Linked DNA regions of Mus musculus: regions 2, 3, 4, 5, 6 and 7 are each linked to region 1. The links are chromatin contacts, called in public Hi-C, promoter capture Hi-C and targeted proximity ligation maps. All regions are on one chromosome and are shown on one strand. The core of a region is the stretch at or near the end of the contact, and the rest is flanking DNA. Distances in the headings are between cores, read along the strand shown. Region 1 holds the start of Atad1 (ATPase family, AAA domain containing 1). Region 2 holds the start of Ifit1bl1 (interferon induced protein with tetratricpeptide repeats 1B like 1). Region 3 holds the start of Ifit2 (interferon-induced protein with tetratricopeptide repeats 2). Region 4 holds the start of Lipa (lysosomal acid lipase A). Region 5 holds the start of Ch25h (cholesterol 25-hydroxylase). Region 6 holds the start of Fas (Fas (TNF receptor superfamily member 6)). Region 7 holds the start of Acta2 (actin, alpha 2, smooth muscle, aorta).

What was found. Promoter capture Hi-C pulls out the DNA fragments that hold promoters and counts their contacts. Hi-C and Micro-C count contacts between places; a contact is called where the count stands out from the background.
Region 2: a contact with region 1 is called in a Hi-C map of B cells, with 6 read pairs. A contact is called at or near these places in 1 of 484 Hi-C or Micro-C datasets (B cells) and 3 of 130 datasets of targeted methods (bone marrow-derived dendritic cells, large pre-B cells and pro-B cells).
Region 3: a targeted proximity ligation map of pro-B cells shows a contact between it and region 1, with 5 times the contacts expected there. A contact is called at or near these places in 1 of 39 promoter capture datasets (embryonic stem cells), 1 of 484 Hi-C or Micro-C datasets (pro-B cells) and 3 of 130 datasets of targeted methods (astrocytes, large pre-B cells and pro-B cells).
Region 4: a contact with region 1 is called in a targeted proximity ligation map of pancreatic cancer cells. A contact is called at or near these places in 2 of 39 promoter capture datasets (hippocampal neurons and pre-B cells), 1 of 484 Hi-C or Micro-C datasets (cerebellum) and 3 of 130 datasets of targeted methods (large pre-B cells, pancreatic cancer cells and stem cell-derived epiblast-like cells).
Region 5: a targeted proximity ligation map of astrocytes shows a contact between it and region 1, with 4 times the contacts expected there. A contact is called at or near these places in 2 of 39 promoter capture datasets (the SN4741 cell line and liver) and 2 of 130 datasets of targeted methods (astrocytes and large pre-B cells).
Region 6: a contact with region 1 is called in a promoter capture Hi-C map of liver, with 2.5 times the contacts expected there. A contact is called at or near these places in 3 of 39 promoter capture datasets (hippocampal neurons, liver and pre-B cells), 2 of 130 datasets of targeted methods (large pre-B cells and thymic regulatory T cells) and 1 of 9 other capture datasets (adipose tissue).
Region 7: a contact with region 1 is called in a targeted proximity ligation map of pro-B cells, with 5 times the contacts expected there. A contact is called at or near these places in 8 of 39 promoter capture datasets (the 3T3-L1 cell line, 3T3-L1-derived adipocytes, the SN4741 cell line and 4 more) and 3 of 130 datasets of targeted methods (astrocytes, large pre-B cells and pro-B cells).

Annotation. Positions count from the first base shown.
Region 1 is chr19:32,710,476-32,714,221 of GRCm38.p6, forward strand. Atad1 (ATPase family, AAA domain containing 1) reads right to left here and starts at 1,823. Exons shown (of 10, transcript NM_026487.3): 1 at 1,791-1,823.
Region 2 is chr19:34,597,735-34,601,480 of GRCm38.p6, forward strand. It overlaps Ifit1bl1 (interferon induced protein with tetratricpeptide repeats 1B like 1), which reads right to left and starts at 1,693. Exons shown (of 2, transcript NM_001110517.1): 1 at 1,534-1,693. The coding sequence starts at 1,565.
Region 3 is chr19:34,548,979-34,552,724 of GRCm38.p6, forward strand. It overlaps Ifit2 (interferon-induced protein with tetratricopeptide repeats 2), which reads left to right and starts at 1,716. Exons shown (of 3, transcript NM_008332.3): 1 at 1,716-2,044.
Region 4 is chr19:34,525,607-34,529,352 of GRCm38.p6, forward strand. It overlaps Lipa (lysosomal acid lipase A), which reads right to left and starts at 1,868. Exons shown (of 10, transcript NM_021460.3): 1 at 1,760-1,868.
Region 5 is chr19:34,473,388-34,477,133 of GRCm38.p6, forward strand. Ch25h (cholesterol 25-hydroxylase) reads right to left here and starts at 1,761. Exons shown (of 1, transcript NM_009890.2): 1 at 396-1,761. The coding sequence starts at 1,739. The coding sequence ends at 843.
Region 6 is chr19:34,289,047-34,292,792 of GRCm38.p6, forward strand. Fas (Fas (TNF receptor superfamily member 6)) reads left to right here and starts at 1,613. Exons shown (of 9, transcript NM_007987.2): 1 at 1,613-1,698. The coding sequence starts at 1,669.
Region 7 is chr19:34,253,343-34,257,088 of GRCm38.p6, forward strand. Acta2 (actin, alpha 2, smooth muscle, aorta) reads right to left here and starts at 2,031. Exons shown (of 9, transcript NM_007392.3): 1 at 1,948-2,031. Gm31355 (a long non-coding RNA gene) reads right to left here. Exons shown (of 4, transcript XR_386664.1): 4 at 3,294-3,444.

The DNA.
Region 1 (3,746 bases), core at 573-3,072:
TGCCATCTACAGGGCAGTCACTGAATTACAAGATAAATCAGGGCTATAGGCTATTCCTAAAGCATATTTCCTTAACGTCATGAAGACACTAACAGATTTTGTTTTTGTTTATGGAGAAAAGGTTTCTCCACGTAGTCCTAGATGTCCTGGAACTCACTCTGTAGACACAGCTATCCTCAAACTCAGAGATCCACCTGCCCCTGCCTCCCAAGTGCTGGGATTAAAGCTGTATATCACCATACCTGATGACAGTAATAATTTTTTACTCCTATCAAAACACCACCAGGGCTGGAGAGATGGCTCAGCGGTTAAGAACACTAACTCCTCTTCCAGAGGTCCTGAGTTCAAATCTGAGCATCCACAAGGTGGCTCACAATCATCTGTAATTAGACCTGATGTCCTCTTCTGGTGTGTCTAAAGATAGCTACAGTGTACTTAAATATAATAAATCTTTAAAAAAAAAAAACACCACCAACAGACAAATCTCTTGCTTACATATCTTCCCATTCCAATATTAACATTGACTCTAGGCAGATTTAAGACTACTCTGGGTCTAGGCAGAGGTTGATGGTGGTAGCAGCAGCTAAATTTGAGTGAAGAGGTAGCCCACAGAATGGGAGGATATCTTTGTCAACTGACTGACTGAGGATTAATATCCAGAATATATAAAGAACTCCAAAAACTGTGGCTGACACCTTTAATCTTGGCACCTGGGACGTAGAGGCAAGCAGATCTCCAAATTGGAGACCAGCCTGGTCTTCAGAGTTCCAGGACAGCCAGGGCTACGCAGAGAAGACTTATCTCAAAAAACAAAAAAACAAAACCAAAAACAAAACAAAAAAAAAAAAGACCACTGCTCATCATATCCAAAAGTGACTTCGAAATCCTGAAATGAAACGGAAACGTTCTGCTGTGTGGACAGTGAATGGAAATATTTTATACAGTCTCCACAGATGAGGTACATACCCATCTATCATTCATAAAGCACTGATATATCTGCAAATTGGCTGCAAATGTGGAGAATGTATTTCAATTTTGCATAGACGCTAATTTTAACAAAATATACACATTGCTGTATATCACTAAGAAACACCACTAGACCGGTGTTAATTCAGAATTATCTTTAAACGCATATCATTTTAAATCTTTTCCTGTTTAGCTCTGGTTTCAGTGTGGATACCCTATCTCTGAGCAACTACTAACGTTTTTACTGCAGTATTCCCTAAGTCACTGCAGTGTGCTCCAAATGGTCTCTCAACTCAAAGTCCCAGCAATTCTGTGCCTATCAAGGCCCTACAGTCGCAGACTGTGACAATGAATTCCTGCCAGGCTTCGCGGAGAGGGCAGGTCATTATTAACATCAGCATGTTCTGGGAAAGCATGGCCAGCACTGAAGAAACACCTCCGCCTTTGCACAAAGAGGGAGGAGGAGAGGGGCCGGCACGAGCGGACCGGCTCCTTCCAGCCGCCTTCTTACAAGCCTAGCCCTGAGGTCGCCCTGAGCGCCCCCGATCCTCCAATGACCAGGCCGCCTACAAGAGATGTCCTTGCGGGCAGCCGGAGTCTCCCGCCAGCGCTGAGACCTGAGGGCTCGCGCCCGGCCGGGCGCCAAGGCGAGGCCCCGGACGCCCTTGGAGGTTAATCCGCTGGATCCGGGGCGGCGCTCAAGTGTGACCGACGCGGAGGCAGGTGACTACCGGGCTGGTCTCCCCAGGTGAGCGCCAGGCCCTGGGGGACCGGGAGGGATGGGGGACGCACCTGGCCCGGCCCCGCGGGAACCCGCTACTCACCCAGAGGCAGGACCAGAGACGATGGGAGAGCCGTAGCCCGGCCTCGCACAGGAAAGAAACGCGGCCGGGGAGAGAACGCTTCCGGGGGCTGGAGCCCCGCCCCCCACCGCACGGAGCATGCGCGATCCCTGCCGAGCCGGTGGCGTGCCAGCCAAGGCATGGCGACGCAGTGCGGGGCGAGCTACTTTCCCCAACCTACACCTTAGTACCCGCTGGGCCGATAACATTCAGAAAGGTAGATAGGATGAACAGGGTGCTCCCCAAAGGGCTCTGAGTTCAACTTGAGAGACTCAGAAACTGAATTGGGAAAGACGCTTGACACATGAAATCCCTTGCTACTCTGGAGCTGTACGCAACCCTGACAGAGGAGCCTTTTACAGAAGGCAAAGAAATGCTTCCCTGGTTTGATAAACTTCCACCACCACCACCACCCCCCATCCCCGCAGCAAGTCCTCATGATGCTGCTCAGACGCGCATGGCCTCACCATCTGCCTTTCGGTTTCTAGGGTGAGCTCACCCTCCTCCCCCATCTCTGTACTGATGACACCTGGAGGCGGCGCCTGAGAATCCACTGAACGCTTGAGCAGCCAGGCAGACCAGGGAGGTCTGGCAGTTGGGTCAGAATAGGGCATCTGGTGACAGGTTTTGCATATTGATGACTTTTTTTTTTAACCCCTTCCTCTTGCGAAGTGAGGGACGTGACACCAAGATTCCAAGGAACCGTATCTGAAAGCCAGCCCCTTCTGAATGTATATACACTACTAAGGAACAAGAATAAGTAGACACACTGCCCATAAACAAAAGGAGCATCATCACTTCAAATAAAGGCAGTGGGACTATGAAGGAATAAGACAGACTTCTTAAGACCTTTTTATATTCCTGGAGGAGGCAGTTTGTTTCGCTCTGTTTTCAGGATTATCTTTTAAGGCTAAAGAATTCTACAGCCAAGCTGGGATTGGTGTCACATGCCTGTTTTCCTAGCATTTGGGGTGGCTATGCAAGGAGGATTGCTTTATACCCTGGACCACATAAGTAACACACTGCTTCCTCCCTCTGCTGACAGTTATATTAGTAAATGATGTTGTTAATAGCTGTGGAGAGACACAGCCCAGAAGTGCTGCCAGAGCCTGGAAAGTTCCTTGTTAAAGGACTTTACTGGAGTTCGATAGAAGAACACAATAGATGGAATGAATCAATATTAAAAAGAGTTTGGTTTTTTTGTTTTAATTTTAGACTGGTTTACCCAGCACAGTCTTGAATGGTCCAACAATGGCTGTCCTGGTAGCTTCGCAGTGCTGGAGGTAACATGCCTCAGCAGTCCAACAAGACCACAAGGCTTTAAGGATTCCTGGAGAGCCACGACTAGTCTTTAGTCTGTGGAAGAACCTGGATTCTGATCTCAGTGGATGAGGCCAGAGGCAGCAACATCAACAATGGCAGAAACACTAGGTAACTCACCAGCACGTGACAAAGCAAGCAAACTGAATACAAATCCCTGGGATTCCCTTATGTGTAGGCCAATATCTGGGCTGCCCAAGTTTAGAATGAGCCTATCAGTTAGCCTAGTCAAGAGAATCCCTCACAAGTATTCCTAGTAGCTTCTAGACCTTGTCAGTTCTGTTCGTTGACAGTACCACCATCACTGTCACTGGGTCCTCCCCTCAGGTAAAGTCAGATCCTTGGCTATGCATCATCATGATCAACAACAACAACAACAACACACACAAAGAGTTAAGACAAAGTGGGTTTATTAAGTAAAGATAGGTGATAACACTTCTGGTCTAAGCTTGGGGACATGGGAGGTTTATAAGATAGTACAAATGATCAAGATAAATGTGGCTGCTTCTTTCCTTTCCAGTGGATTGCCTATCTCTGCTGTACCCAATGTTTTAATTTAGGAAATTTCTTGCATCTGGGCCTTAAAAGATCACATTACTGCCAGGTGGTGGTGGCGCA
Region 2 (3,746 bases), core at 443-2,942, 1.9 Mb after region 1:
TTTAAGTGTATTTTCTGTAGTTTACTACACCTAACCAAACTAGGAAAGAAAAGGGTGTATGTTTTTTAGAATCCTAGCTTCACAGTCCTAAGATTCTAATTTGCAGGCTCAGTGTCTAACATTTGAAATGTAGCACTGGAAATCTCTTGTTATCCCAATTGCTGAGCATACTCCAGAGCTTCTGAGTGACCAGATCTGGGGTTCGAACCTGAGAAGGAGCGTTGCCAGTAGGTACCCAATTGATACTGACACATGAGTTTCATCAGAGCATTGCCGATTTTGTGAAAAGTAAGTTTTGCAGAGAGGATATTTTCATAATTTTACCATAAACATAGAAGACTGATCAGGGTGACTAGAGAGATGGCTCAGTAGCTAACACCATTTACTGCTCCCCCTGAGGACCCTGGTTTAGTTTCAAAAACTACATCAGGTGGATAATACCTACCTCTAACTCAGGTTCAGGGAATTTGATGCCTTTTGGCCTTTATTGAATCTGTGGGCATGTGATACACACACATGCAATCAAAAGTCACACAGAGAAGATAAAACTATATAAGATAAATTCTATAGAAAACTCTGCACTATCAATGAAAACAAACAGAAACAATACAAAAAAGATCATCTTAAAACTGGCTTCTTCTTTATTCCAGCAAGATTCAATCGATTTATCAATTCACACCCTTCCTCCTCCCCTCTCCCCACTGCTCTGAAATCAACCTTCTCTTCTCTTCCACTTGGCAGCCTCTAACCTTTTACTTGGAAAACTGCCACTGTGGTTGGAAATTGTACAGAGTGGTTGGTGCCTCCCTTGGAGAGAAAAGCACATACTTATTTAGTCCCATAAGAGCAATGTTGCCTTTCCTGTGCAAGCTGATGAAGGCAGGAAGCTTCCCTGTGCATGTATCCTCATCTTCCTCCCTGGACCACTTTCAGCCTTGCCTTAAGAGCAATGTGTCCTTTCCTGTGCTAGCTGATGGAGTCAAGCAGCTCCCCTATGCACGTATCCTCATCTTACCCCCTGGATCGCTTTCATCCATGCTTGATTTCCCACTCGGGGAAAAGCTGAGGCCATAGACTTATTCATCTAGATCTCTTTGGTTTCTTTTTTTTTTTTAACTTTCTTTTTGCATCAGTCACTTGGTTATACCACCTCAGCAATTCATGCAGGGAAAGGGAAAATCTTGATGCTCTTTATGAGCATCCAGCAAGCTACCTCTTGCATTTATGGTAGTTGGGTTGTCCTCCAACTCTAGAGAAACTCCTTGGGACATATAGGGCTCAGGACCCTCCCAGACTTAAAGAATCTCCCTTCCCCTCCTCCCACAAGGCCTAAGGTTATTATGCTATGCAGTTGTTTGCATCTTACCCAAAACCTTCCCCACTCAGCAGACTGTGAAAACCTACCAACATCAGAACCATGAACAGGATGACTCCATAGGAGGAAATATGCCTGGGAACAGGTTAGTTAAGGCTCTAAGTTTAGAGTGTTAACATATACAGAAATAAGGTGAGAAATGAAGAGAAAGCCTTTACCTCATGTTGCTGGGACTCAGAAGTTGCTCCATAGCACTTTAATCCAGGCCAAGAGATGCTTCCAAACTCAATCAAAAGTGTTCTAGGGATTCTAGGATAAGCAAGGTATTTATATAGAGAAGGTTTGCTACACCCTCAGTTCCTAACTGAAACTGGCAATGTTCCAACTTACAGAAAATGAAACCTACAGAGTGCTGTTTGCTCTTTTATAAGGAGGAAGTATGGTAGGTTGGCCTGGTGCTTGTTTGTATGTTGATGTAAATTCTGTTTCCTTAAGAGTGATTCCCCTTATCTCTTTGTACTAAGGTCAAATCTAAGTGGATCAAGGAACTTCACATAAAACCAGAGACACTGAAACTTATAGAGGAGAAAGTGGGGAAAAGCCTTGAAGATATGGGCACAGGGGAAAAATTCCTGAACAGAACAGCAATGGCTTGTGCTGTAAGATCGAGAATTGACAAATGGGACCTAATGAAACTCCAAAGTTTCTGCAAGGCAAAAGACCCCGCAATAAGACAAAAAGACCACCAACAGATTGGGAAAGGATCTTTACCTATCCTAAATCAGATAGGGAACTAATATCCAACATATATAAAGAACTCAAGAAGGTGGACTTCAGAAAATCAAATAACCCCATTAAAAACTGGGGCTCAGAACTGAACAAAGAATTCTCACCTGAGGAATACCGAATGGCAGAGAAGCACCTGAAAAAATGTTCAACATCCTTAATCATCAGGGAAATGCAAATCAAAACAACCCTGAGATTCCACCTCACACCAGTCAGAATGGCTAAGATCAAAAATTCAGGTGACAGCAGATGCTGGCATGGATGTGGAGAAAGAGGAACACTCCTCCATTGTTGGTGGGATTGCAAGCTTGAACAATCACTCTGGAAATCAGTCTGGCGGTTCCTCAGAAAATTGGACATAGTACTACTGGAGGTCCCGCAATACCTCTCCTGGGCATATATCCAGAAGATATTCCAACTGGTAAGAAGGACACATGCTCCTCTATGTTCATAGCAGCCTTATTTATAATAGCCAGAAGCTGGAAAGAACCCAGATGCCCCTCAACAGAGGAATGGATACAGAAAGTGTGGTACATCTACACAATGGAGTACTACTCAGCTATTAAAAAGAATGAATTTATGAAATTCCTAGCCAAATGGATGGACCTGGAGGGCATCATCCTGAGTGAGGTAACACATTCACAAAGGAACTCACACAATATGTACTCACTGATAAGTGGATATTAGCCCAAAACCTAGGATACCCAAGATATAAGATACAATTTCCTAAACACATGAAACTCAAGAAAAATGAAGACTGAAGTGTGGACACTATGCCCCTCCTTAGAAGTGGGAACAAAACACCCTTGGAAGGAGTTACAAAGACAAAGTTTGGAGCTGAGATGAAAGGATGGTCCATGTAGAGACTGCCATATCCAGGGATCCACCCCATAATCAGCATCCAAACGCTGACACCATTGTATACACTAGCAAGATTTTATCGAAAGGACCCAGATGTAGCTGTCTCTTGTGAGACTATGCCGGGGCCTAGCAAACACAGAAGTGGATGCTCACAGTCAGCTAATGGATGGATCACAGGGCTCCCAATGGAGGAGCTAGAGAAAGTACCCAAGGAGCTAAAGGGATCTGCAACCCTATAGGCGGAACAACATTATGAACTAACCAGTACCCCGGAGCTCTTGACTCTAGCTGCATATGTATCAAAAGATGGCCTAGTCGGCCATCACTGGAAAGAGAGGCCCATTGGACACGCAAACTTTATATGCCCCAGTACAGGGGAACGCCAGAGCCAAAAAGGGGGAGTGGGTGGGTAGGGGAGTGGGGGTGGGTGGGTATGGGGGACTTTTGGTATAGCATTGGAAATGTAAATGAGCTAAATACCTAATAAAAAATTAAAAAAAAAAAAGAGCAAAGTTGCCTTTCCTGTGCAAGCTGATGAAGGCAGGAAGCTTCCCTGTGCATGTATCCTCTTCTTCCTCCCTGGACCACTTTCAGCCTTGCCTTAAGAACAATGTGTCCTTTCCTGTGCTAGCTGATGGAGGCAAGCAGCTCCCCTATGTACATATCCTCATCTTACCCCCCTGGATCGCTTTCATCCATGCTTGATTTCCCACTCGGGGAAAAGCTGAGGCCATAGAATTATTCATCTAGATCTCTTTGGTTTCTTTTTTTTTTAACTTTCTTT
Region 3 (3,746 bases), core at 466-2,965, 1.8 Mb after region 1:
GCTTGGGGGTCAGAGTGGGACAATAAATACAATTGTACTTATAAGACGAGCAGCATTGTGTTTGCCTGCCAGGAAAGGGGTCCTGTAGAAATATCCTACAAAGAAATGACGGTCCTGGTCCTTCGAGTCAACGCTGCGCTCTTTGAGAAGGTTCTCCAAAGCCCGCACAAATTTCATACCAACAGGAGGAATCCCTTCTGTTCAAATTGATTGATGATCTCTCCCACAAGCTCCCGCTGGAGCCCACCAGGCCTGATGGTAATGAAGGTACACTCACCGTTGGTCATGTGTGCTGTGGTCTGGGAGGGACTGAATGTTGTGAAGACAGTCTCGGTGATGCTAACAGAGACCAACCCCACTCACTCTAAGCCTGTGACCATCCGAGGAGACTTTTGCATCCAAGTTGGTAAGAATGGTTCTGTAGAGAGCCCAGCTTGTGGTTTCAGCCCAAGGAGCTGGTGGACTTCAAGAGTTGTGCACAGGACTGGATCTATGAGTGACAGGAAGGCCCCTGCTTTGCCACCTTCTGACCCCTGTTCCCACAGGCAGGGGACCAGCAACTCTAGATATTTCTGGATCTTCCTTTGGCCTTTAGGGATCCTCTGGGAGCTGTGACTCCCTGTGTAGTGTTAAGTACCACTATTAGATTAAAATGTCTCATCGCCTGTGAAGAGAAGGAGGAGGAGAGGGAGGGGGAGGGGGAGGGGGAGGGGGGGGGACTCAATTTAGAAGAGAAACTAAATTGACAAGACCGAAGTGTTTAACCACCAGGCAACAGGGAGGGGTATGATGGATCCTTAGAATGACAGTTCACTGCTAAAACTCTTCCTTTCCCCATCCCCTATCTCCTTTCAGTCCTAGGGACAGAAGCCAGTGTCATGGGCAAGAGCTCTGTCACTGAGCTACATCCTAGCCTTGGAACCTCACTTTCTTTTAAAGGACTTTGAATGTCATTATCTTTCATTCTATCCATCTATCTGGATCTATATCTATCTATCTATCTATCTATCTATCATCCATCCATCCATTTATCAAGGGTGCCACACGGAGGTCAGAGGACCACTTGCAGGAGTCGATTTTTACTTTCCCTGGGATTAAAATCCCATCCCAGCTCAGATCCTAGGGCTTAAAGTCAAGTGATATAAGCCCCTGAAGTCATCTCCCCTAAGCCAGTTGAGTCTCAATTTCAATTTAAATCCAGGAATTCAATTCAGGATCATGTCCCTCACTAAGATGGACTATTAGGAAACTGGAAATGAGTGAACCATCCTCTAAGAATCAACTAGGTATTATCTCTGCTGTCCAGAATATTACAGTCTGCGAATTAATCCGCTTCAGTTAGCAACATCAGTAAACATTAAAAATAGGAAAGGACAGAAAAGGATCCTGTCTGGTCTTGCATTGTGCAAGGAGAATTCTATGCTAGAGCTGGGCTGGAGCACCAAGACCCAGAGGCTGGAAAATTCATGGGAGCTTCCTGGAAGAATGGATAAAACCGTCTCTCTCCCAATTCCGGAAGTATTTCTGCTGCAAACTCTCAAATTTAGCATCTAGGGATAATAAAGCTAAAAGCGGCGGAGAAGGGCACCCTCTGGCGACAATAGCAGGACACAGTGGGAGGAAGCAGCGCTAAGATGGAGTACCACCCCAAAACAAAGCTCCCTGGGAGCTGTAGTCGAGCCAGGTTGCCTGGGTGAGTGCAGTTTCCCGCCCTTAGTGATGTGGGGACCCAGCGAGATGGAGCTCACTTTAGGAAACAGCGGGGAGTCCCCCAAAGGACTAAGGTATTCCAGCCACACCCGACTAACGCTGCAAATATGTAGGAAAGAGAGTGAAGCAAGATATTTTTAATGAGTAGCCCTGTCTAGTAGTAGATCCCTCAAAGCACCAAGTGTGGGTAGGGGTTACATCCGGCACCCGGCAGTCAGGAGTCATTGGCCACGCACCCTTCGCCAGCGTCCATTCTGCCGAAAAGCAAGTTCTGGCCTTCTGCAGTTAATGCTTTTTTACCCATCAGCAAGATGCACCAAGATGAGACTTAGAGGTAGGTGGTCGTCGCTCTTAAATGTGGGTGGACGCAACTTTTGTTTTCCTGGGCTGTCCACTAGGGGCGCGTGGTGGACTCTGGGTCCTAAGCTATATATCTAGTCACTCTTTTATCCAGAACCCACCCTCAGCTCACTCAAAGGCTTTCAAAAACAGCTTTTTTTTTTTTTTACTTCCGGTTGTTTATTTGAGAAGGAATGCACCAGAAATTACAGAAACCTTTTTAATGTCCCACAACCTCTCAACTCTGTAAGTCTATTAACATGTTATTGTGTAATGGTCTCTCCCCCTCCCCAACCTCCCTGTGTTCCTCAGGTTTGGTGTTTTAAAATGACAGCTGATGTAGGAATTCCTCTCTGTGGAGATAGAGTGGACACAATGAATTTCTTTCTTCCCCCCCCTCCCCCTCCCTCGCCCTCTCCCTGCCCCCCTTCTCTCTCTCTCTCTCTCTCTCTCTCTCTCTCTCTCTCTCTCTTCTTTCTTTCTTTCTTTCTTTCTTTCTTTCTTTCTTTCTTCCTTCCTTCCTTCCTTCCTTCCTTCCTTCCTTCCTTCTTTCTTTCTTTCTTTCTTTCTTTCTTTCTTTCTTTCTTTCTTTCTTCTTTCTAAAATATTTTCTGGATTTAAATGTTGGTAAAGGAAGAAGAGAGGTAAACGTTAGAAGTAGGGACTGGGAATCTCAAATTAGGGTGCAGTTCAGAGATGAAGAAGGCACAATGAGGTATTTGTGTCCTCATGAGGAAAGTATTTGGGAGTGCTGAAAGCAAGCAGTGTAAATAGCATCAGGACAGCAACTGCTCAGGAGGCCATGCGCCTGAATCACACTTATACTTCAGTAAAATGTTAACAAAGACTCCGAGACAACAGAAGGAAAAATTAGAACACGTTGGCACCCTGAGAAGTGTGCTATTCAAAAGAGTAAGGCAGTGGCTGAAAAGACCATGCAGGAGGAGATAGGACCATCAAGATACTCTGAGCATGAAAAATACACAGGGTCATAGAACAAGGGTTAACAAACTGCCACCCGGAGGCCAGCTTGCTATTTGCTTCTATAAATGAAGTTTTATTGGATCAGGTGCTCTCTTACGCTGCAACAGCAGACTGGACTAGTTGCTCACAAAGCCAGAGAAAATATTTATTATTTGGCCCTTAACAGGGTCCAGAACATCATGATGGCCATGGTTCAAATTCCTGGGATGCTTGAAACATGAGGGCTAGTAACTACTCGTGACTGCTAAAGCAGGGACACACATGGTTGTTTGCTTTGCCGCTGTTTAAAAGAGTTCAGTAGTTTTCCTTTGAGATGTACTTTAATTTAACAATGAAAACGGTTCTAAAGTAAAGGGCTGTCTCTGGTCTTGCATTCTTCTAGAAGAATATCTGTATACTTGCTGCTGTCAGTTGCTTGTGCTAGAGAACATGGTAAACTCAGTTTTTAATGCTCAGAAGAAAATGATAAATATATGAGGATATCACCATTGTCAATCATCTGGGGATAGCTAGAGGAGACAAATGACCTTGATGGAGAGGTGCAATGACAGACTTTGTCTATGGCACTCGAGGGAACTTTGTGTGCTTCTACAAAGGGAGATGTTTACATCTCTACCCTGCTCAATTCTGAAAAAGGAACACACCAATCAAAGACAGCCTTCTGTACCTGATGTCTGAAAAGCGCAAGATGCATTTTTATAGTATCATGATTC
Region 4 (3,746 bases), core at 618-3,117, 1.8 Mb after region 1:
ACCAAATAAGTGACTAATTAGACAAATTGTATGTATGCATACTTCACCATTGAACCACCCAATATGGACAAATCTCAGAATAATTCTGTACATCAAAAAAGTCAGGGATGGGAATAAAGAGAGGAGAAGGAAGGAATTGTTCCAATGTATATAAAACTTGGAGAAAATGTAACCTAGTTTATACAGGGAGAAAACAGATTGACGTCTGGGGAGAAGAAGGGCAAGAGGGGAAATCTCCCAAGGAGCATGCAAAGGACTCTTCAGGGTGGTATGTTTGCTCCGACTTCTGAATAGATTAATTCCCTGGTATTTGTACATGTCAAAATTTAGAAATTCCTACAATGTGTCCTGCTGGTCAGTGTTGATTTCTCAATACTGTTGTTTGAAAATAATAAATAAATAAATAAATAAATAAAGACTCTCTTAAACCAAGCATTCCACATTTCATAGGAAATTGGCTCTCAGAAAATTGCAGTTTCTCCTGAAGTTATTTTTTCCAGCATTCCAGACAGAAGAGAATAATCTCTGGAGTTTGTCCTGGCCACACATGCTTTTAATTGCCAGCATAGTCTTATGTAGCACAGTCTAAGGCTACCTTTCTAACTTCAGGTCACTGTCCCAGAGGTCCTTCAATACTAGAGAACATAAAAGCAGTCTGAAAAGCAAGGGGGGGTGGGGGCGGTAGATCGATAAATAAAGGTTCCCAAGGCAACTTAAAATAAGCACTTTTCTTTTTGGTGGAAGCCGTTTTTACAGAACCTGATACAGTCTGGGAAGGGCATTCACACCGTGAGGTGATTGGGGAAGCTACTCACATGGAAAGTCACCCATTAGACTTCCTTCCAACACAGCACCGTTACTCAACGAACTTGACAAATAATTCTCACAGAAGGGGTTGTCTGATAAGGCTCTGAGCTGGGTTTAGTGCGCTAGTCTAGGTGTTTAGAACATCTTTACCACAGTACTTATGGCTTTGCAACAATCCAATTCATTATTTGTCTGCCTTCCTTTCAACTGGAGAACGGAAGTGGGGGTGGGCAGAGCTGAAGTCTGATTTAACTTTGAACCTTCAAGACTCTGACAAGTCCTGCATAAATAGTACAAATGTTGCTTTTAAAAAATGGGCAGGAACAGCTCCGCAGTTCAGAGACAGACGAAAATAAAGGTCCGGGGTAGTTTTTCAATAATTCCTAAGCTATTGGCAATGCCCAGATGTTGCAGTGCCTCCTACAGTCTGACGCTTCTCTACCAACTCAACAGTACTAACTAAGCTCATTTTCCAAGATAATGTAAACACGCCAGTCAAATACTGGAAGCAAAGGACTAGCTGATTATTCAGCAGTATCGCCGGGGTTTTTAACCAGGACCCACTCCCAAGGTTGCTGCTGGCCATGCAGTCGTGTAAGAGCTAAGAGTAAGGTCGTGGGAGAGCTAACGGGAAGAAAGGATGAAGAGGACTGAGAATCAGGCATTCTGCCTGTCCAGCAGTCCAAGAAATCTGGGCAGGGTTCCTAATCGTCGATCGCGCCTGCCCAGGAAGCGGGAGGGCGCCCAGGGAAGGACAGTCCACTTCTTGTTGATACCCACATAATCGCCGCCCCCCAAACCACCTTCAGGTACCCGACACAGAGCGTGCCCCGGGAGCAGAGCAATTGGAGGCCAGAGACCCTGGTGGGGCCTCCTCTCCCAGCCCTGGCGATCCACAGGACACCAGCTCCCGAGCCCGCTGCACGAAGCCAGCCCCAAAGCAGTCACTCACCGGGAGTGGTCCTCCAACCTCAGCCTCCAGAAGCAGTGCCCACTACAAGCAGGCGAGCTTGGCCAACCTGGTGCCTACACCTACTTGGTGGGAGGGCGGAGCCGTCACCCTGCCCAGGACTTTCACACAGCCAATCAGGGCAGTCCACCACCGGGAAGTGCCCTGGTGACTCCACCCCTCCTGGCCATCGGCCTAGCCCTGGGGAAGCGGACTCAGAGGAGCATGCGCCTTCTGTTCGCCCAAAAGATTCAGCCCAGCCCAGGCCTGCTCTAAGCCCAGCCAGAGCTTCCTCCTGCTTCAAAGCTGGTGGGCATCCTGTATACCTAGCACTTAGCAGAGCATTATAAACTTTTTCCTCTCATGACCTCCTTTTACTTCAGAAATTCTCATTCAAACTCCACTAGCTAGGTATACAAATCAAGCATTTTTTAACAATAAATTATAAAGAAATTCATTTTAAAACAATTATTTTAGTATTACATATATACATACACATATATGTATATATATATGTATATATATATGTATATTTACCATTTTCTGCAAACAAAAACAAATTGGTGTATTAGTGAGACAGATGTGCTTACTTTTACAAAATACTGCTGCACATTCAGCAACATAAAACGGTTCTCAGAATTGGTTCCTACTTTGTTGTTGGAGGTGTAGCCGATGAGACCAGTACAGCCCATAAATACATAGCACAGAATGTCTGAAGTATTTTTAGAGACATTGCAAAAATTGCTCAAGTTTTGTCCTATCTCAAGTCAAACTTCAGTTTATGACTTTTTATGAAACTCGGTCAAGGAAACCAAACAATAACTTTTAAAAATCAAACATTGTAACACAATGGAATCCAAAGGAATGCTACTTTTATACTTACATGCTGAGGAAAGACAGTGGGAAAAATATTAAAAGCCTTGGCTTTCTATAACTTAACTGTTATCTTTCTATAACAGCAGAAAACTTTTTACATGCAGTACAAACACTGCACCTCGTAACCATCATTAATGTGAACAAGGCTATCTCAGGCAGGCAGTCTGTGGTACTTGCTGCCACACAGGGGACAAGTGCACACGTTGCATGTACAGAACCTAGACAGCAGTGATGTGCATCACACAGGCAAATATGGCCTGAAACACGTCACAGTCTGATATGTTTGATTTTGAATCCACTTTTGGTAATTACACATCCAGGCACCTTTTAGGGTTACCAACATTTTTTGTGACACCCCCATGTGAGGTTGTAACCTATAGTTTAGAGGGCTAGGCCGTAAAACACATGAACTTTATAAATAAAAACAAATGAGCACCCTGAAGTGCCAGGGATGACTGTGGCTAGCAAAGCCCAGCCACAATCTGCGCATCCTCCACATTGTGATGCTAAGTCCTCTCCATAGGCTCTCAATCCAAGACCTCTGCATCTCCATTTCACACAGATAGAATCTGAGTTTAGAAAGGTTGTTTTGCCTTAAGGCACTGAGGTAGAACTCACCCAAAATGCAATCCAGGTAAAACTACATTCACATCATATTCTGTGAAAATGAGCAAATAGACCATACTGCCAAGAAATTCCTCCACCCAGATGAGGAAAATCATACCCAGCCACTTCTGGCTTTAGACCATTGTAATATATAATGTCATGTGAGTAACTCAGATGCTATAAGAGAAAGCTGCTGGCTGGTGGTGTGATAGTGGCGAATATACTTAAGTTACACCTTTTTGGGGGGGGGTCCTGGGGACAGACATCAAGGCTTCACATATGCTAAGTGTCATAATTAGCTTCAGTTGTAAATTTGGCATATCTCTGAAAATGAAACCTCAACTGAGAAAATGCAACCACTTATTGGCCTGAGGAAAAAAGTTTTAATTCCTAATTGATGGAGGAGAGACTAGCCCACTGTGAGCAGCACCCTAGGCAGGTGGACCTGGCATATATAAAAATATTAACTGAACAAGTCAGAGGATACAAGTCAGTAGTTTCCAGTCCT
Region 5 (3,746 bases), core at 511-3,010, 1.8 Mb after region 1:
TGCACTAACTTGGCTTATCAAGGCGTTACTCTGATTCTAAGTTACCCTACGCATAGCACTCCAACAATACAGAAGAGACTGGTCTTAATCCCCTAGAAAAGTAACCTACAGAGCAAGTTTTTCACGTGCTTCTTATGTCAAAACCAGACAAAAAGCAGTGTGAATAAGCAGTCAGCTAGCCCCTAGCCTTCTTCCCAAAGTTACTCCCTAGCCCCCCTGCCCAATACCTGACACCAAATTGCTCTTGCCATGGCAAGACTGGTAGATGCTTCAAAGAACACTGAGAAGCCACAGACACACACACACACACACACACACACACACACACACACACACACACACTTCCTTTTTAGTTTTTTTTTTAATTCATCAGGCCCACCAGGAGCTAATGCTTGTTTAGTTCATGTTCTTTTTATTTTTAAAATACAAATAAAACTTTTTTCAATATAAATATATCATTTCATTCAAAAGTAGAAAAAATATACTATAACCTTGGTCACTGCCCAGCAGGAACAAATTTGATTATTTAAAGAGTCAGAAATCAGGTCTTCTCTCAACATGTGAGGTTAGAGCCCAGTTCCAGTGCGATTTCATACATAGGAAAGTCTTGGTTCTAGAAACAAATCATTTCAGAGATCATAATGATTCAAATACACCACGCTGAATGTCTACCTTGTGTCCTGGAGTCAATGACACTGGGATAAGTTGAAATTTAACACCAAGACCACAATTAAATTCACATAGAAACATTATATAAATTACTTTGTCAGGCTGCAGAAACAACATTAGATTTTATAGCAGTGTGCATCACTTTAAAAGTTACAAACTTCTAATAAAGTAACTCAAGTCTGTTTCTTCTTCTGGATCAAGTGTACAGCGCATCGCTCTCTGGAGTTCACGCAGCGCTCACCGCAGGCGCAAAGGCTCTCTGGCAGGGGCGCGGACCGCAGAGTGCCCAGCATTTTGTCCCAGTGTGTGAAGTAAGGAGCAAAATTGCAGTTAAACTGAGAGTGATGCATGTCGTGGTGAGCCACGCCCCCGTACCAGCCAAAGGGCACAAGTCTGTGAGTGGACCACGGGAAGTCATAGCCCGAGTGGTCCTCCACCGACAGCCAGATGTTAATCACGTGAAAGGTAAAGATGGTGAGTGGGTGACACCGAAGCACCGCGACGTTCAGCACGTCGAAGAAGGTCAGCGAAAGCAGCTCCCAGAAGCTCATGTATTGGGTCGCCAGCGCGAAGGAGGACGAGTTCTGGTGATGCACCTTGTGGAAGGTGCGGTACAGCCAGGGCACCTTATGGTGCAGCAGGTGCCACGCGAAGATCTCGGTGTCGAAGAGCAGCAGGCAGATCAGGACGTGACTTAGGAGCTGGACGAGCTCAGGGGCCTCCTGGGGGAGGAGCGCCGGGCTGCGCACCCAGTGCAGCAGCGTCACCGGGAACACGAACACCAGGTGCTGGTAGAGTGTCAGCCCCAGGCAAGGCAGAAGCTGCTTTACGGAAGGCGAGAAGTCCGGGTGGATCTTGTAGCGTCGCAGGATGGGGACCCAGGGATACAGGACGTCCAGCACCACGAACGGTAGGCAGAAGCCCACGTAAGTGATGATAGAAAAGGTGACTGGGAAGATGGGTGAGCGCGTGAACGCCTCCCTTGTCCTTATGGTGTCCCAGAGGGGCTGCAGGAGCAGCTGGCTGGAACAGCCCAGGTCTTGGAGCTCCGAACCGTTGTAGCAGCCCATGCTGAGACTATGTCCCACAATTGTGGTCTCCCCAGCCCCGCCGACTTTTCTTAAGACTGTGGCCACTCCCCCCAGTGACGTCACCCTTCCGTCTCCTTCCCACCTCCCTTTCCCTGCTAAAGAATTTTGCTTAAATAACCCGAATTTTGTTCCTGTCTATGTCCTGGTTTATAGCTGCATCAAATCTCCCCTTCACGCAAGCAGCGGCCCTTAAAGCCCTTTCCCAGACGTAAAGAACTGTTTGCTTGCCTTTCAGCTGATGTACTAATGACACAGGAGAGAGCGATTCTGCCTTGGGACAGTTCACCCGCCATCACCGCTAAAAACTAATGAGTTCTTCGCTCTCAGAAGGCGCTGTTTCTCAACCAAAGCAGAATTCCCTGGGTTTTAAAATATCTGTTTTTGACTGTTTAAAGACTTATTCTACACCTTGGGGGACTCTGAGTGTGCGTACCTCACGCCACAGTGCTGGTACTGGGTCCGTTGCAGACAGGGATTGAGTCCTGTAGGAGAGGGAACCTGGCATCCTCCAAAAAAGAGCAGTCAGGCTCGCAGCCTTTTGGCGCGGACGACTCTCCCGCTCTGGTGCCCTTAAAGCCCGCGGTGTCAAGAGCAGAGATCAGATCCTGCAAGACAGCGGTCAAGAGGGCAGCACTGCCAGCCTTTGCTCTGGGTTGGAGAACGGAGGCTTAACACCCGTAAAGGCTCACTCGATTGGGCCAAACCGCAAAGGCCAGTGGAGAAGAAGATCTGAGCAATCTCATAGCCTCCCGGAACATGTCTCATCTCCCCTGCCATTTCCTTAGAGGTCCCTCAGGCTCCGACTTTTACCAACCCTCAGTTGTTCCCTACTCCTCAACTCCTGGATACCCTTTCAGACACTGGGACTGATCGTCCAGGGACTGAGCACAGGAGGTCAGTACTATATCCAAGGAGAGTGCCCTAGAGAGTGGAGCACAGAAATCAGCCCCGGGTAGCGGATACACGGCACAGAAGATCCCAGAGGAAAGCCAGGGGCCATTCTCCCAGGGTTTCCTTCTTGAATTTGTGTCTTTACAGCTGCTTTTCTCTGCTGGAAGCTAACATAGTCTTATACAAGCTTGTGTTTCTTGTGTTATTTTCCAAAGAAAACAGGGATTGTAGCTCTAGGAGCCTGCTGCCAGTCCCCCCTGGGGGGGGGGAGGGGGAGGGGATGGACTGTAACTTTTGCCTGCACAAGACTGTTACTTGTGATTCACACTCATCAAGAACTGGCTCCCACATTTGTCAGGAAGTACCCCATAACTGTGGCTTCACAGCTCTCTATCTAAGGCCTCAGCACATACCAAAGGAAATAAGGCACACAATCACTTTAACTTTGTATTTCACAGGTAACCACTAAGATATTTGGAATTAAATGCAAATAGTTAAGGTTTTTTTTAACATGAAGAAAAGATAAAAGGATATAAAAAACAAACACATATGGTAAAAATATGGTACAATAAATGGGTCCAACATATACCCAGGGTGTGTGTGTGTGTGTGTGTGTGTGTGTGTGTGTGTGTGTGTGTTATAATAAACAGGTTCATTTTATAGAGAGAAAACATACATACACAATAGGTAAGTTCATGATTCAGGCTCTTCCCATTTGGTAGATGTTCCAGAGTTATCACTGTTAGAGGAGGTGCACGCTCTTCATTCATTCTCTAGGGCCTCTAAACTGTAGCTGTGAACTGTATAGCAGCCTCAGAAAAAAATAAAAATAAAAACAATTTTATAAGACTCATTACAGCCATTATGGAAACCAGCGTGGGGTTGTCTCAAAATAAAACTAGCATATAGCCCAGCTATGCACTCCTGGCCATAAACTAAAGGACTCCACATCCTATTGATGTACAAGACTACACCAAAGAGCTAGAATGGGCATGAAAAGGGATTTGTATAGGAAACACGAAGTCACTCAAGTGGAATTTAGCTAAAGGCGTGCTTGCTGCCTTCAAAATACCCCAAAGATAGTCTGCTAACCAG
Region 6 (3,746 bases), core at 363-2,862, 1.6 Mb after region 1:
GAGGGATTTGATGGAGACATCTCATTTAGGGCTGAGTGTTCCAGTATCTTTCTCTCTCTGAATAATATTTGGCTGTGGATCTCCGTATTAGGAGTTATTTTATTATAATGTATGTGTTGTTTGTTTGTTTTTATAACATACATATTTGTTTTTTTCCCTAGGTCCCTGGGCTATCTAGTCTCAGGTTCTTGGGTAGCGTCAGGTTTATGTTCTATCTTGTGGAGTGGGGCTAAAGTCAAATCCAGTATTGATGGGTTGCTCCCACAAACTTTGTGCCACTATATGCACTAGCTCATCTCTCTAGCAGGACACCATCATAGATCAAAGGCTTTGGGGTAGAGGTGAGGTTTACCTTTCTCCTTTAGTAGCATGCAGAATATCTTCCAGTACCAAAGATGTTGGCATGTAGGGATGAAGGCTCTATGTAGGCACTTTCTTCTTGCTCTCAACTTCTCTATATTCAATGAGTTGTGTGGGTCTCAGTTTGTGGGGAGCAATCTATAGTCTTGGCAACAGGCTGCATTGTTTGGGGACTCCCATGCAACTCTTTTTGGCCAACGATTCAATTAGATGCAACCCCATCCAGGAAAGGAAAACTTCATTTGATGACAAGAGATGTTCACTTGTGGCTCTGTCTCCCCCCATTATTTGGCTATAGATCACCTTCATGTATGCTTATACTTTAGGAAGACTCTGCTAGGTTTCCATACCTCTCAAATGCCCTTTAATTTTAGCTGTCTCTCCCTGTATTCCCATTCATCGTCTTCCTTTCCCCTCCCCCACTTGATCTTCCCATCATAACTACCTATTTTATTCCTCTTCCTTAATAAGATCTTTCTGTCCCCTCCCCTAGTCCCTTACTCTATATCTAACCCCCGTGGTTCTAAAGATTCTGGCTTGGTCCCTGAGTTAACTGCTGTGTTATTTGTCATAGTCATTTACCTTCATTCTCCATTTGGGAAACGAAGCCAGGGACATTCCCCTCATCAGGATCCCAAAGCCTATTATCTCTACCTCTGCTGTGGTGATTGTCACTTCATGTATCATATATGAGCTCTGTGGAGGGACCTCCCTCATCAGAATCCTAGGGTGTGTACCTCCTCTGTGGTAATTACCATTCAGAGGCCCCAGAAGCCCCAGCAGACCTGTCACTGACAAAATATTGAAAGTGAAGGCAAAATGGTCTTTGTCTCCAGCAATCAGCCAAAGTCCAATTCAATACAGAGTTCAGAATTCCTTCCAGGGTGAGCAGCAGGCAGAAAAAAAAATCTCACTTGACCTGAGGGTGTGACTGTGGAAGCGCCCAGGATGGGGAATGCCCATTTATGCAATCAAGCCCTGCTTGGGCCCCCTCCTCCCCCGCCCCCCACCCCCACCCCGCTCAGGCCGCCTGTGCAGTGGTGAGTCAGTGGGTTTCCCCGGGAGACCAGCAGAACTTTCTCGCAACCCTTGGGGCTTTACGAAGATTGTGTTTGGTCCCTCAAAAGAAAAAAAGTGACATACACGTGTTCAAAGCGATTTCTGGGAAGACCTGAATAGGAGCGAAGCGGTTTGTGCGTGCCAGGGGGCGGGCCTAGGCAAAGTACATACCCACAGGCAGTCTAGAGCTGGTGGGTGGGGCCGCAGGCTGCCCACACAGGCCGCCCGCTGTTTTCCCTTGCTGCAGACATGCTGTGGATCTGGGCTGTCCTGCCTCTGGTAAGCTTTGGGACGCCTGGGATGTGGGACGCTGCATACTGGGGACCACCACATGAGATTCCAGATGTGGCTGGCATTGGGTGCCACCGGTCCAGATGTTTAGAAACGCAGGGGAGCTGCTTTCGCTCTTGGCTAAGTGCTCAGGGCTGAAGCCCAAGTCCAGCGTTTTTCTGGAAAAAGTTTGGGTCGGGGCGGGGGGCGGGGGCGACGGTCAGAGCTTGGTGCTGGCCAGCTCTTGGATCGATCGCTTTAGTATGGCTGGAGAGGGACTCTGGCTTATAGACTTGCCCAGACACTTTTCTAGTGCCACTTTAGGGCACTAGAAAAGTTCGCTCCGAGGCTCCCTGGCATTTGACACTTCTGACAGTTCGCTCAACCGGGAAGTGAGTTACTCTGGGCTGTATTTACAAGCCAAGCATTAGATCATAAAATTTCTCAAAGTAACTTTGTCTGCGAAGATTTGTTTACTCTCCTGTAACAACACGGGAAACAAAAAAAACCTTCCCTTCCGGGAATTGAGCTGTCAAATTGTGGATGGCTGAACTGGTGGATATTTTTATATTGTTTGTACTGTTTCTTCTGTTACCCTCTTTCTGCTGGCACTCTCACAGCAGATTTGTCCCAGTAACCCTAGGGCTCTGAGTCCCAGCTCCTCCTTGTCTGCTGCAGGCACAGAAGTAAGAACTCTCCAGCATTCGGTCTCTTCAGAAATGCCTGTTAATAAATGCCAGTCCGAGGGATTCGACCCTCCGAGGTTCAATCCAGTTCTGAATTTAGAAAGATTGCTTTATCAGGTCCCTAAAAATTTGCCGGGCACAAGGATCTCAAATCGGTTTTCACAGCAGTGGTAGAAGGGAGGAAGACAACCTCTCCTTACTTTTACAAGGTTAAAAGAGGTTCCGAGAGCTTAAGCATTTAACAGAGGTCACACAGCTAGCAAATGACAGTGCCGGGCTTCAGTTGAGATCTAACTCCAAGGGGCATGTACATACACACACACACACACACACACACACACACACACACACTACTGCCCCATGGTATGGTTAAGAGAAAGGTTTTTATTGTGGATATAAAAGAGAAAATGGCCAGAGGCATCTGGAAGAGCCCAGAACATAGAGAGAAAGAAGTAAACTGAACATGGCCAGCAGACTCGACCAGGGCTATCTGAGAGAGAGAGAGAGAGAGAGAGAGAGAGAGAGAGAGAGAGAGAGAGAGAGAGAGAGAGATGGAGCAGAGGCTAGAGAATAGAGAAAACCGAGCGAGAGAAGCAGGCGCCGAGGTGAGAGAACAGAGTGAGAAGAGCAGAGCAGGTTTTTAGGTTAAATGAGTCGCTAGTGGATGGGAAGCCCAGGAGCTGGAGGGAGCTTGAGTAGGGGTGGCAGTGAGCAGGACTAGGATGCTAGCATGCACTTTGAAATGTGCAACAGGCACTTGTGGTCCAAGTATGTGCTTTGATGTGCTGGTTAATAGGCACTACAGGTAGTCTCCTATGTCCCATCTGCCAGAGGTAAGGGAAATGACTTTCCAATGGATCAGAGGAGGCACATTTAGTCAAATCCTTAATACAAGCAAACCAGATAATCTGACAACATGGTGCAGAGACTGTTTGCTTGGCAGGGCATGTACAAACATGTCATCTTGAAGGGTTTTTTTTTCCTAGCGATTCTTTTCCACAACCTGATTTACTGACCTCCATCCCTACCCTAGATCCATATTGTTCTTCCCCTAGAAGGGACAGCCTGCAGGTGAGGAATATTCTGAATGGGAAGAGCCCATGGTTAGAGATAGGAGCAAGCTCTAAGAGCAAACTGAGAGAGAGAGAGAGAGAGAGAGAGAGAGAGAGAGAGAGAGAGAGAGCAGGCAGGGAGACATCCTTTAGAAGCACAGTCATGGGGAGTGGAAGAGGCTTAGGGAAACACCATCAGAGAGAGGAATCTAATCTCTTAGAGGCCCAGGGGTGCATACAGAAATGCCTGATGTACCTGCAGGTCTCAAAGAGCAGGTTCCAGTGAGACACCAAGAGGGATAGATACAAGCAAGCATCT
Region 7 (3,746 bases), core at 781-3,280, 1.5 Mb after region 1:
GTGAGTTGTTCCTCTACCCCCAAAGCTTACTTATTCTGTCCAAAATGTTTACTAGGATTCTTTTGAAGTGGCAAGCATCAGCTTTTGTAGATTTTTTTTCTTCCCTGAGCTCTGGTATCTTCTTCTAAGCTTGATTAACTGAGTATATACCCCTTAGGGTTGTTTTAACAACAATTTAAGGAATTGACATTTAAGCTTGGATTTTTGAGAGCTTCAAAGGACATCCAGAGTGTTGTACAAGCATTGCACGTGGATATCATCAAGTAACTATTATCCCTACCCAAAGATTCTGTTTGCGATCTTGGTTTTCTTTCAACCCTGTCCTCAAGATCAGAGTGAAATCTTCAATGTGTTCCCCTTGCAAGAATGGGAAAATGGGTTTCTTCAGCAGTTTGCTCTTTCCTCTTTCCACTATGCCTTTCCTTTCAGACTCTGAATTATACTTAGCTTCCTTTCCAGTGGATGATAAGGACTCAGAAGAAAGTTTCAAACCACAAGGAGGCACAGAAGCCAGGTGACTGGCAGAGGCAGAAACCACCAAAGGACCAGCAGAGAGTCTGTGTGTCCACTAAGCCTGTTTTCCATACTTAGCACCAGGGCTGCAAATGGGATAAGCCACTTGGAATTAGGATACCCTCTGAAAATGGGGAAGGATAACCCACATAAACTTTTTGTTGGGCAGGATGGCTTAAGGTTGTGCCTTAGTATATTCAGAAAAATAAGCTACCTGGTTTTTAAAAAAATGCAGGAAAAAATACTGTCAAATTCCGTAAAGATGTATTTCTATTTCATCAAAAATATCCAGGAAAAAATTGTCTTATTAAGCTCTGAAAGGAGCGTTGTCACTGGAGAAGAAGTCTGTGTGTTTCCAGAGGACGCAGCCGCTGTGGTTTGCAACTCTTATCTAACCTGAATGAGCAGCTCGGTTTGAAGCGGGGAGCATTTCCTAATTAGGTAAAACACACTGGGCTCCAGCCTCTGCTTTTGGAACTGCACCGGGGCGGGGAGTTTGGTGCAGCCCAGTGGAGCTCATCTGGTGCCAAAAATGAATTGTTGGGGGGAGGGGGGAGGGGAGGAAAGGACAGTACCCTTCCCAGCTTATGAGTCTCAAATGCAAACCATATTTAGTCATGAATCACAAAACAGGAGGAAAATCTTATCGAGAAAACTCCATTCCCTGATGAAGCTACCGAGCCCTGAGTTACAATGTGGGGTGGCAAGGCTGGTTCCACAGATACTTAAGCGGCTGAGGGACACGTGAGGCAGAGAAATGCAAATCAGATCTCCCCTGGATGAGACACTTCCTCCTTTCTTTGCAGAAAGTAGAAAAGCTATGCTATGCTGCAAATGACCAATGGCATAGGTCTGACTTGTAAGGGCACCAACACACTCACAAGATACACATTTCCAGCATAGGACACCAGCTCTTAGAGCCCCGGAAACCCAGAAGCAATGCGTCCACTCAGCCAACATCAGAGAGCAGGCAACTACCTCAGTTCATTCCTGATATTCACTTCCAGTTACCTCAGCTGCACTAAATACCTCATGCTACATCATGATACATCCAAAAGTTTCCAACTTTTGCCTAAGTAGAAACAAACGTATAATTTACCACATACAGCTAGACTCCACCCCTACAGTACGCTGCGGGATCAGAGCAGTTGGTTTAGTGTAAACAGGTTTTGCAGATGACACACATGAACAAACTTTAATTTTCTATCCATTTCCTTTTCCAGTAAATCAAGCGTTGTTTCCAGTAAATCAGCCCTATTCGGATGTAAAATCATGCAAGCTAAAAAGCTACAATCATTTTAACAGTATAAATCTTTATTCAAAAATTCAAAACACGTGAGTCATTCAGATTCCCACAGACAATGTCTGGCTACATTGGATGATAAAAGAGCCTGGGAAAACTCGAAGTCATATCCCTGGGCTGGGGCTACTTACCCTGACAGCGACTGGCTGGGCTTCTCCACTCTGGGTGGGTGGTGTCCCGGGAGGCTGAACGCTGAAGGGTTATATAGCCCCTTGCTCTGATCCCCTCCCACTCGCTTCCCAAACAAGGAGCAAAGACGGGCTGAAGCTGGCCGTTCACTCTAACACAACCATATAGGGACCTCAGCACAAAACTCTCTAATCTGGGTGGCCAGAGGCCTGGGTCTCTTCCACTGCATTCCTCTGTTCTGCTCCCGAAACAGGAGGCAGCTCAGCTGCTTATGGGGATAAACATCCTAAGCCCTCAGAACAACTGCTCAAATGCCCAGACACTGGGCTAGTGTCATGGGACAGACGCAGGCACGGTTTGCACATTCCTCAGAAGATGCCAGCCCCTGTCTGGCTAGTCTTTTGGGCCATTAGCTGAGGACTTGGATAAGGAAGGGCCTGTCTCTGACTAGCTGCGATTTTTAAGCAACACTGTTGCAAAAGGTAGCCTAGATCAAAAGATGCTTCGAGTCACCCATAAATATGCAGAGGAGTCATGTTTTTATGGAAGCTACATTGTACTTATACATTGTGTCTTTGTGTTGTAGTAATGAAACCAGGAACTGAAGTATGTAGTGAGGATTAACCAGCCTGTGTTGCCCAAAGAGTAACTTAGAAGTCAGAATCACTGTAACTGCTTTAACCCTTAACATTCCGCATGTTGCTGGCTTTTTACTGACCCTTAACAGCATGATTAAGGACCATCCTTTGCCCACAGAGATCACCAGTCACCCTGTCATAAAAAAATAAAAAAAAAAAACTTTGTAAAAGAAATTTGAAATGTTGAAATGAAGCCTGCTCACTCTCCTCCATGACTATGAGCCCACTGGACAGAAACAGAGATCAAGTGACCTCAAGTGACCCTATCATTCTTCAAAGGCATCAGATCGTTGGCTTTGATGGACAGTCAGTGACTTTACATTTCTGTACTTTCCTCCTGCAAGCCAAGGTTCTGATTCCATTCACGATAGAGATATTTTGGATGGATTCTGGGAGTGCTTCTGAACTGTGCACATGTTAGGGAAACCCCAGGGTGAATGGCAGCAGCTGTCCACTCACGCTCCCACGGCTCATGCACTTGTTTTATGGTGTCCACCTGAGCGCATGCATAGTTTTCTTTGAGAAATTACACTGGTGACTCTTAGGAGAATCTAATAGTTGCTAAACAATGATGTGGTTTCTTTGTGTTGCTCAAGAGTTTTCTACTCTGTATCTGGTTTCTATCGACTAAGAAATACATTGTCTGCTCAAATACAGAGATCGCATAGTATAAGACAGAGTAGGACATTTATGATTAATCCAATGGGTCCTTATCATAGGCATCGTGTAAAGCAAAATTCCATGTTTTGCTTTGGTTTTGGTTTTGGTTTTTACTTTAGTCCCAGGCACGGATCTCTGTGTTGATGTCTTGCTTCAGGAGTGTTAGAGTGTTGTCTTGGTCACTTCACGAGCTGGCAATTCCTTTAAAAGACAAGAAAAGAGCTTTGATAATATTATAACTTTTTTTGTTTATAGTGGTTGTCTTTTTCAGTAATCAGAATATTAATACATGAATAAGGTTTAAGTTTTCTTGTTTTGTTTTTGTTTTTTAAGAATTAGAAAAAGCAATTTGAAGTTACCAAGGAGGATTTGCTCATTTTTTTTCTAAGCAAGTAATTAATGGTCTTGCTGTATGAGTTTGAGATTTTATATCCAACTCACGTCTCTTCCGTGAGAGAAAGCCCCATTGGATAAGTGTGTACAAATATACAAGCAGAGTTCCA